Linked DNA regions of Gossypium hirsutum: region 2 is linked to region 1. A link is a contact called in public Hi-C data. All regions are on one chromosome and are shown on one strand. Each heading gives the region's core, a stretch centred on a gene start, on an enhancer-like site or on the middle of the called end of the contact. The rest is flanking DNA. Distances are from core to core; before and after follow the strand shown.

Region 1 (5,500 bases), core at 1,147-3,646:
ACCTCTGTCATAACTTTTTAATGGATCTACCAATGCTACCACTAGGAAAGATAGCCTCTCGATCACAGTCTCCATCTTTCTTTTGAGATATTGTACTTTGTCAGTCTCAGCCAAGCCTTGAAATTTTTTTACGCAACTTAACAATTGTTGCAAATTAATATTATAAAAAATAGTTAAATAATTAATTATTAATCTATTGATGAATTATTAAAAAAATAAATTTCAACTCAAATAATTACGTGTGGAATTAGAAAATTAAAGAGGCAAATAACATACAAAAGCCAAAATATTTCATAAATAAATATTACTAACTTTTTTTAAACAAATTCATTACAGATTTTGATTATATCTACTTTTTTTGGTATAATGCCTAAAACTACCAATAGCCTCCCAACTCATAAATAGGAGGATAATACGCTTCATTGCACTCAAACTTACATCCTCCTATATTGATAATAATACACATGCCAATCAAGCTAAAACTCAATCCGCAAATACTATTAACTTTTAGTTTAGTAATAGTTGTATTAGAATGTTATTAGAATAAAAAGAAAAGAATTCTTTATAATTTATGCTAATAGCTTTTGAATATATAAAATTATTTTTTCATATATATATATACGCATTTAATAAAATTTTATTTAAAAATTATTCAATGTTAAAAACTTTTATTTTTAACAAATTTATCAAAAAATCATTTTCAAATACTTTAATTAAAATTTCATTAAATTTATTAATTTTGAAGTTTATTAATATTATGTGAACTCTTTTTTGTAAATATTAATTAATTTATGCCATGTTTGGAAATCAAGATTTGGGGAAAAAAAAGAATTTTCAATTTTTTTTTGTTTGGATATCTAATAAAAGTTATGGATTTGAATTTGAGTAAATCCAAGCTCAATCTTATAAAACATAAATTTTAGATTTTAAATTTTGGAATTTGGAATTTGGAATTTGGAATTTTTAAAATCCAAATGTCATAAAATTTTCTTTCTTGAATAAAACTATATCAAATTGTTAATGAATTAAAAACTATATCAAGTTTCTATAGCTACAGTTTTTGTTATTCTGATTATATTTGATTTTTTCAAGATTTTAATATAATTTTAACTTGATTTAGTTTAACCCCCAAAAATTTAAGAATGAAATAAAAACTTATCAAACTTTCTACAGCTACTTTTTTTTATAAGATTTTGGATAAGAATGAAATAAAGCTTAAATCTAGTTGAAGCCAAAATTTAAATTTAATTATTCAAATAATGTATGTGAAATAATTCAAACTCTTATATTTGAAATATTTTATTCCCAAGCAATGATCTAGAATTTCAAATTTAAATTTTTAAAATTCAAATGTAAGTTTCAAAATATTACCTAAATGTTGAATCAAAATTAGTCTAAATTTGAAGTGTTGAAGTTGTTATGATGAGCACCGGGTGCAACTCCCATTGTTATTGGGTAGTGTTCAGTATTGTAACTTATTATATTTGGAGTTAAAAATTTTTGTAAACAAAATTTTGAGTTGTGATCTTTGATGATGTTTTGAATGTGTAAGTCTAACTATGATGTCCAAACTATCTATAAAAATATATATTGAAGAATTAATTTGGATAGGGTTAAGTAAATCAGCATTTTTCTTTTGAGGAGATTGAATCAGATTGGAAAAACTTAGTAACATATCTTGAAGTTGAAGACTTATCTTGGACTTAGAGAATATATTCTTTGAGCTTATTATCTCACTATTTTGATGGAAAGATTGACTGTAATTAATCTAGCATGTTAGTAAGTCTCAAATACTTTTATAGTTGACAATGCTTTTGAAAACATGTGAATTACTTGATTTTCAACCTAAGTTTTAGAAAATTTAGAGGAGAAATCTAAATCTTAGGTGTAACAGTCAAGTGACTAATCTAGTTAGTATTAGAACTTGAATCACTAGCTATACAAAGTGTTAAGATAATAAATGATATCTCTGAGTAAAACCTTATAAATGTAAAAAAATCAAACTGCATAATTATAATGATGTTTTATCTTTGTTCTTTAGCAGTACACTGCTCGTAGCACTCTTCTAACGCTACTAAAGCATTCTTACAAATATTGTTCTCAATCCTAAAGCGAAAGTGATCAAACCCATTGACCAGGTTAGAATAGTAGGAGCTCTTCGTACCTTTTTTTTTTTTATTACATCTTTAATCACTGTTCATAAATATGATTTTTATAATTCACAAATGAAATCTTATACATATAAATAGTCTTGAAATTACCTGTTTGCCGCTCCAAAAAGAATTGGAATGTAGTCCAATAATTTGGTTAGACTCTTGAAGGCCCGTTAGTTGTGGGCCGAGCTTGTTTGCATTCATCTCTTTTAAAGTACTAGTATTGACGGTTCAAGTTCCATATCAATATGCAAAATGTCAGCTCTTCTATTCACAAAATCAACTCTGACAAGAAGCAAAGATGAAGTTTATGTGGCAGCAGTGGCACTAAGAGCTACAAAGGGACCGGCCCAGCTTTTGATGTCAACTGCTTACTCCCTCAGTGTCTGGGACTTGCAACACTTCATGGTCATCATCAAACCCTCTTCTCCTCTCCTTTCTCAGGTTCTTTCCTCTTCATTATCTCCCCATAATTTTTCTGCTAGTAGGAGCTAGCTTTGTCTGAAAAATCTAACTGAAGCAAGCTGCAATAAGTACAACAGCCCTTATCATCCTTTGAACTCACCTCTCTCCATTTTAATTCATATAAATTTTTTATTATTTATCTTTGGTAATATTTGTTTACAATTTTAGGGATATTTAATCTGAATCTGAAAATTTTAAGTGTAGGCCATTGTCTTTGATTTTCAACCTGAAGATCCAGAGAACATATACACGGCACTTGCTGCTCTGTCTGGTAGAGCAGTACCAGGTTTGCTATAGTAGACTTCTGCCAAATTTTATTTATTACTATCAAAATTCATCAATGTATCAGATGTATCAACTTTCCAAAATTGAAAACTTATATTGGTACAGGCGATTATGGTTTAGTTAAAATTTTGGGATATAATTATAGTAACACTTGGGATAGGAGTTGTTCTTACAAGGAAGTTAAGGAAGCTGCCGAGGAGCAGATGTTGGTTCGTTGGATATGCTGAAGGGAATGCTGTTGATAAGGCCTATGACTTCAACAACACATGGGAGGTTGATTTGAGAATTGGGCTTCATGACTGTCGAGATTATACAAATGGTACTAATCTCATTATTCTTCTTCTCATTTTCTTAAGTCGAATCCAAATTTATTAGCATAAACCAATTAGGCTAAGCCACTTTAGATTCATTTTCATGCTTTTATTGATAAAATTACGGGAATAATTTCTCACTTGATTGTTTGGGCTCTAAATTTAGTTCCCTTGAAATGTAAGGTTTGGTTGAACAGCTGACTGGTGAAAAACTTGTGTTGGAGCATCTGAGAAGGAGAAATGGTGGTCAAAGTTAAATCATTATTTTTTATACCTCGCTTGATCATAACGCATAAGCAATGGCATCCATGTCTTTGAAGGAGCATTTGCTGAAACATTAATCACTGTCAATTCCATGGAATCCAGATTGTAAAAATCTCAGGTTAAAAAGTAGAAAAAGAATGATCTTTTTATTTCAAGGAAATCTATTTATGTCATGAATCTCATTATAGTATACAATTATAGAATGTTGCATTATATGTATTTTTTATAATTAATGATATATATAAACTTTATTAAAGAAATGATGAATATAAATATTTTGATTATGAATATGGATAATAATTTAACACAACATTAATTTTAAAAATTTTTGCTAAAATTTTTAATATATAAAATATTATATTATATCAATTCTATATCACATTTATAATACAACGTTCAAGTAGTTATTCTATATCATAATCTAGTATGTAACTATTCTACGTAACTTTTGAATTACCAAAAATAGATAGAAGTATTGAAGAAGCCTTTGGATTTAAAAGCAGATTCCATTTCAGCTATTCTATTGAAATTGAGTAAATTAACCCTTATACATTTCGAAAAGTATGTTAATTTAAATGTTTTTTTTATTAATTTGGTCTCTTCATTATAGTTAAAAATATCATTTTTTATTTTTTCTTAACAGTAATTCTATTTTTTTAAATCTTAAAAATAAATATAAATTATTAAAAATATTAAAAATTATGTTAAAATATTTTTAAAAATAAACATTATAAATAAAAATTTCTAAAAATTAAAAATATATATGTAAAAAAATCTAAAAAGGTTACAAAAAATTTTTAAAAATTTTATCAAATTTTTGAGTTGAAACCTAGAAACCATCGTCTTTTTACAAGACTTTCTTCCATATTTTACAAAACCTAGAAAAATAAAAAAATATTTTGTAACGCCTTAAATAATTTATTTTTGTATCTGTAAATTTTAATACAAATATTTGTCTGTTTTAATGATTAAGTGTTCTAGGTGTGTTTGAGAGGTCTTGGGTTCAAGTCTTACCTTTGCCAAATTTTGTTATTTTTTTAATCCTAGCCTTACCCTTGTTGAGTGGGCTTATATAAAATTGTCTGTTAATTTATATCAGAATGAGCTTGCTAGTTTGAGTGGTAAAAGAGTTAATATGTTGGAGGTTTTGTGTTTAAATCCTTACGTTAATAAGAGTGTTAATTTTTTCTCAGTTGTTTGACAAAGTTTCGGTGGAGCCAAAACTCTGATGTAGTTGTGAGTTAGTGGGAGAGATATGGGGGATTTTTGTTATCAATTTTTTTTTCAAATTTTTTTCTCTCTCCTTCAGGAAATTTTGACGTGAGTTTTCCCTCCTCTCTTTTTCCCTTGGTTAATCTGTGCAACTTTCTTTTTGTTTCTCTCATTATACTCGAATTTTGGTGCTTGCCTTGGAATTTAGGTAAGAGAGTTATTTCCGTTTTAATTTTTGGTAAACTGTTAGATATACCCTCTCTGTGGTATGTTTTCGGCGTAGTTAGGGGCTTGATTCCTACGTAATTCTTGTGTAGGAGAAGGAGGTGGTGAAAGAGTTTTGCTCTGATGGTCTAAATCGTGTAGATATCTGTCTTTGTCGATGGTAAGTTTCTTGAGTTGTTTTGGGATTATGAGTTGATTCGTAAATTGGTTGCTAAGTGGTCAATGGATTTCTGTTTCTTAAGGTTCAAAGGGCTCGGAGTTTCTGTAGCATCTTAAACAAATCAGGTGTGTACTCGAAACGCAGAAAATCAAACTTTGGCAAAAGCTGAAAATTTGTTCTGTCGGCACCACACGTGCATGTGGTCGTCCGTATGGTTGGCCGTATACGTGACACGGCTGTGTGGTAGACGAAGGCATGGCCATGCGCATGACACGGCCATGTGGTGGTGTGGGTATGGCCGTGTAGGCCACATGGGCTAGGCCAAGTTGGGCGTATAGGCTTACACGGGTGTGTGGGTTTTAGACCAGGCCGTGTAGGCCACACGGGCAAGGGCAATCTTGACGTGTGGGCCACACGGGTGTGTG
Region 2 (5,295 bases), core at 1,159-3,658, 250 kb after region 1:
AGGTTTGTTAGTTCTTTAACTTAATGAACTGAATAGATTTGCTTTAGGAGTATTTAAATTATCAAAATATCAATCTTAAGTTGTGTGTGAGATAAGTTTGATATAAATTCAATATTCAATTTCCATGTTTCTTAGTGTTTAACATAGTCCAAGGGTCGTCTTTTGCATGTTTGGTGTGTTTAAACTCAATTTTGTTTGAGGACAAGTAAAAATATAAGTGTGGAGGATATGATCTATCACAATTTAATATGTATATTTGTTATTCCATTGCACTTATTTCAACATGTTTTTAAGTAAAATCGAGTCATTCTAGTGTTAATTTGTGTTTTTGGGTTTGTAAGTAATAAAAGTGTGTTTTTTAGTAAATTTTATGCTATTTTATGTTACTTTATAACTAAATAAGATTGTGTGATTATCTAAGACTAATTGGGAGCTGAAGATGCACTTCAGGGATGAAACTGCAGCCGAGGTCACGACCACAAGTCAATGAAGTCACGACATTGAAGACAAACGCAGTAGGAGACCAAAATAAATAGCTCTTCGCGATGTGGAGATGACTGACGTAGCGACAATTCCTGCGATAGTTTACTTGCGTTTTAAGGGCATTTCAAGGTCATTTATTAATGTTAAGCCCTAAGTATGGTAGTAACACAATGGGCACTTTAGTCTTTGAGTTCTTTCCTTTATAAACAACATTTTATTTCAGAGTTAAGGAGTTAAAGATGGATGGTCAATAGAGATTAGACTGGAGTTTTCTCTTAGGAAATTTTCTTAGATTAAGTTTTCAATTTTATTTTTATTTTTATCTTTATTTTTATTTAATGTGTTGAATTCTTATTTCGACAATTAAACTTTGTGATTAAAGATTACTCAAGAGTCGTGCAATTACCCGAATTTATCAATGAAAATTTCTCCACTTTTTTTTTTAATATTTCATTCATCATATATTTGATAGAATGTATGTACCACAATGAGAATTTGAATTATGTGCTTTTATGAATATATTGTATATATTAATTGATTAATCAATTATTTAATTGAGTGTTAATTTCTATTCGATTAGATATTTTATTTAATTTTTCCAAACAACTAAAAATGATGGAATTGATGCCTCTAGTAAAATATCTAGATAAAGGAGAAAGATGGGAGAATTTATCGTATATTGTTCTGGTAAATGTGTCGAGCAATGAGATCGAGAGGAAAATTGTATTCCTAAGTGAGACCAAATAATAGCTCAGGTGATAAATATTAAGTAGGAAGAGACCAAGAAGGTATTCCTAAGTAAGAGTAGTAAAAAACTCAATCGGGATATGGTATTAGCTTAACATTAGTTAATTAATTAATTGATTTTGGATTAATGAAATTACATTGTTTAAATAATAAATAGGAAGTAGATATTAAATTTAGGATTAGTTTTCTCTCAATTTGATTTTTGCTTACCTTGCTAATTTGTGATTCAATTAGATTAATATTTGCTTTCAAATTATTGGTTTAATAACAACATTTATCAATTTTTAACAATCTATTAGATTCGATCATCAAAATACTCTCATATTTCATTGTAAATTTCTATATTACAATTTGACATTGTACACTTATAGTTAAAAACAACTTTTAAAATTATTTTATAATTTTTTTTTGCGCACACATGCGGTCAGCCCCCCTCTACTCTAATTAGAGTAGGATTGTGTTTTCTATTAAAATAATGTTATTTATTTAAGATTTATTGAAGCACAACTCTTGTACTTTTCTTTATAAATAGAGACCATTGGTTTAGATATTTACACATATTTCATATGTCATTATTCTGCAAAAAAAAAAATGATGATAATTTATTTGCAAAAAATGAATTCTATTTTTGAGTAATATTAGAAAATGTTCGATTTATAGAGAGAATTTACTTTCTTGCTGCAAGTAAATAAATCATTTTCATTTAATGATTGACTCATGTTGCTCGAGACTTAAGACAATTTGTGGTTTGATGATAGTGAAGAAGGCTGTTCAATTGAAAACCAAGATCAATTTTAGTCCGCCTCGCACAAATCATAGGTGCATCTTGCTTTAGATTTATTATTATAAATAACACAATAGGCTTGAGAGGCATAGCTAGCAATAGCTTACTAATGAGAGTGAGATTTAGAGCTACAAGTTCGAGCTATACGACCACAAAGTTGACATTGAATTAGGGGCGAAGCCAGAACAATTTTTTAGGGAGCCGAATTAAATTTTAAATTTTTATAGTCTATATCTTTATAATTTTTAAAGGATTAAATCAAATTTTTATAATTTTAAAAGGGCCAAAATGAAATTTTATCTTTACTAAATTAAAATTTAAAAGGCCTTCCCGAATCGCCTCTGCATTGAATGGTTGGAAAAACTTACCGCAAGGGAAAAGATGGTCTACATTAATTATTTGGAGAACGACATGTAGTATTAGAAGGCCACTATTGGTTGTTTTGAGGACGTCATTATACCATGGGAGTGCGCCACTAGTTGGAGGGTGATTGTGATGTATTTGGAAGACCACAACGAATGTTTTGATGAGGATTTTCTAATGTAGTTTTTGTAGCCACAGCTCCTGTAATAGAGTATGTGTGGCTTTTATCTTCATGTTGGAGAAACTATTCATGGTCAAGAAGCTTTTGAAATAACACCTCGTACTCAACCGGGGTGTCGCATGTGCGAATAGAAGCTGAGACTTCCTTGAAATCAGAATTGAGACCACTGAGAATATTAACCGTTAACTCTTCGTATGAAATGGGAGCACCCACAATAGCAAGTTCATCAGAGATCATTTTTATCTCAAGTAAATATTGAAAAACTCCTGTTAATCCTTTTATAACACGAGTTAGTTGATCTTTGAGACTGTAAATCCGTGTGTGGCTTTTGTTGGCCTGAAGAGTATGCAAAAGTATCCATGTTTGTTTTGAAGAATCGGCAGAGACAACAGTGGAAGCAACAGTGTTTTCTACATAAACGAAGAATTGCTTGCTAAAGAAGGCGATCTTGGTGAAACCATTTTACATAAGGTTCTCTTGATTAACATCATTTGTTAAAATTGTCGTTGGAGGAGGGGATGTAGCACCTGTTAGATGACCCATTAGACCATGGCCATCAAGTAACATGGTCATTTGCTCTTTCCAGATTGGAAAGTTGGCACTATCATTGAGTTTAATAGGTAGTTGAGAGGCAGGATTGAACTGAATAATACAAAACACTAGATATTATAAAGAAGTTTTGAATATGATGAATAAATGGCTATGACTTTATTAATTGATGAACATCGGTTTTTAGTAAAAATCTCAACTACTAAAATCCAGAAAACCTCAACAAAATAATCCTAAAAGATAAAGATTGAGTCAATAGAGAATTAGATCACTCTAGTACCCATCACGCCTGCAAAAAACACGAGAGAACCACCACCTGCAGAAAAACGCAGCCTTCTTGATTTGCTTTTTGGAACTCGTAAATATTGAACGGATAAGCATACGTGGCTGGAAATTGTTTTCTTTTCTTAAAATAAATCCCAACAATTTATTTATGCTGCAAGTTGTGTTGGGAGTATTATTTTTATTCTATTATTTTTATTTTTACAAATGTTGTTTATAAACGCTGCTAAAGCTGCAATTGTTCACTGTTTATGCTGCAAATTTAGTTGGGTGTTGTATATTGTGTACATGGCAAGTGTTTCCCATCCGTTTCCATATCCATGGCAGAATTCATATCAACTTTTGAGCTAGAGGAAGGTGCAGGATCTGTTACAGCAGCCTCTACCTGCTTTTCTGCTTGTATACTGTTTATCTTCATGAGATTCTAAATCCTTTCTAGCTCAGTCGTGAGTTTCTCGTAACGACTTGGCAAGGTTCGTTCTAATTGCTCTCTGTGGCGCAGCCAATTGCTCCTGTTTTTGTAATTCTTGGAAACACTGTAGTTTTCTTCCTGCAATATCCATCAGCTTAAACATTGATTCTATCTTGACCGAAAGAGTTGCAGCATTTCTCTGATCAACCAAAATTTGTTTTTCAGTACCAAAAGGAATTGAATTTCAACAAGTTCCATAACTAAAGTATTATAAGTAATGCACAAACCTGATAACCCTGTGTGAGAAGATTGAACTTCTTCTCCATGCCTTCAGATCATTGTCAATCTTCTTTTTCAAATTCTGAAATTCAGTCTCCAAGGCTGCAAGTTTCTCTGTATTGTCAGCAACACTTGATAGACCATAAGCATTAGGAGTAGGGAAGTACATGAGATCATTTAGGCAAGTATTATGTGCTTCCACAAAATCATCAAAAGATTCGCTTGCATCCCATTGCCGCCCGAAGTAATTCAGCCTCTCGCTTCTTCAAGGAATCAACTAACCAATAAGATTAAGGTCAGTTCCCAACTTCCAAAAGCCTCATCAACAGTTATGCTCAAATATCATCTCTGATATTAAAGTGATGAATTATGAAAAACCCCCTTTAAAAAAAACAATCTCAGTATCTGGTTGACAGGGACCTGAATTTACAAGTTCATAGTCTGTGGGGTTCAGTGGAATTTAGAGTATAGGACCTTCCTTGCCGTGACACAAGACAGATGTAGATTGTAAAATTTGTAAGCACCAAAACATTTATGAGGTGGAAGCTAGCAAAAACCTCTTTACAACTTATTGGATGTAATTTTAAATGGTTTAATGGATCTGAGACAGTCAATGTTTACTCAATTCTATAGCAAACACCAAAATGAAGGAACGAAAGGCAGGATAACAAGTGAAAGCATGACAAACCGCTATTATTTCATCTCCTTCAAAAACTTTTATGTGGGATGAAGCATTTGGCACTTTTCTCTTGCTTGCTTTTTCATCAAGCGGATACCTGGCATTTTCATCCTCTAGCAACGAAGTTCCATGCTTATCAGTCCATCAGTCCTCATCAGAGAATCTTTGATTAGTTCCAAGGAGGTACTGCTAGGTCTTGGAAGCTCCCTCTGCAACACTTTTGGTTGCTATCGAGATTCTTCCTCAGCCCTTTCTCTAGCAGTCCTATTCGACAACTCTTTCAGTCTCCTCATCTTGTTCTTCACTCTCTTCTGGGAGTGGTTATTATATGGTACTTGTTCTTCGGCTGTGGAAGACTACCAGTCCAATCCGTACGGGTGTCCTTCCTTGCTGAGGTGTCTCGGAATAATATGCAAGAGGAGCCAGTTCCTCATTCCGTGCACGAACGTCACTGCCATGTCCAGTAGGTTTTGGTAAAATTAGTTTCGATTTCTTCCCCGCCGTTTTCTCGACTATTCTTTTTCCCTTCCATTCTT

What was found. Hi-C and Micro-C count contacts between places; a contact is called where the count stands out from the background.
Region 2: a contact with region 1 is called in a Hi-C map of leaf, with 3 times the contacts expected there. The contact joins the enhancer-like site here to the promoter of LOC107955717 in region 1. A contact is called at or near these places in 14 of 34 Hi-C or Micro-C datasets (anther, callus, fibers and 2 more).

The regions. Positions count from the first base shown.
Region 1 is chrA07:90,392,769-90,398,268 of Gossypium_hirsutum_v2.1, forward strand. It overlaps LOC107955717, which reads left to right and starts at 2,397. Exons shown (of 4, transcript XM_016891516.2): 1 at 2,397-2,597; 2 at 2,823-2,904; 3 at 3,064-3,222; 4 at 3,398-3,655. The coding sequence starts at 2,409. The coding sequence ends at 3,471. LOC121231809 (a long non-coding RNA gene) reads left to right here and starts at 4,499. Exons shown (of 3, transcript XR_005929869.1): 1 at 4,499-5,075; 2 at 5,158-5,200.
Region 2 is chrA07:90,647,488-90,652,782 of Gossypium_hirsutum_v2.1, forward strand. It overlaps LOC121231811 (a long non-coding RNA gene), which reads right to left and starts at 5,291. Exons shown (of 2, transcript XR_005929872.1): 1 at 4,089-5,291; 2 at 3,245-4,000. Within about 2 kb of position 2,409, at least 1 of the 9 cell types and tissues checked has an H3K27ac peak or open chromatin away from gene starts, as enhancers often do. A contact at or near this core is called in leaf, where this site is marked.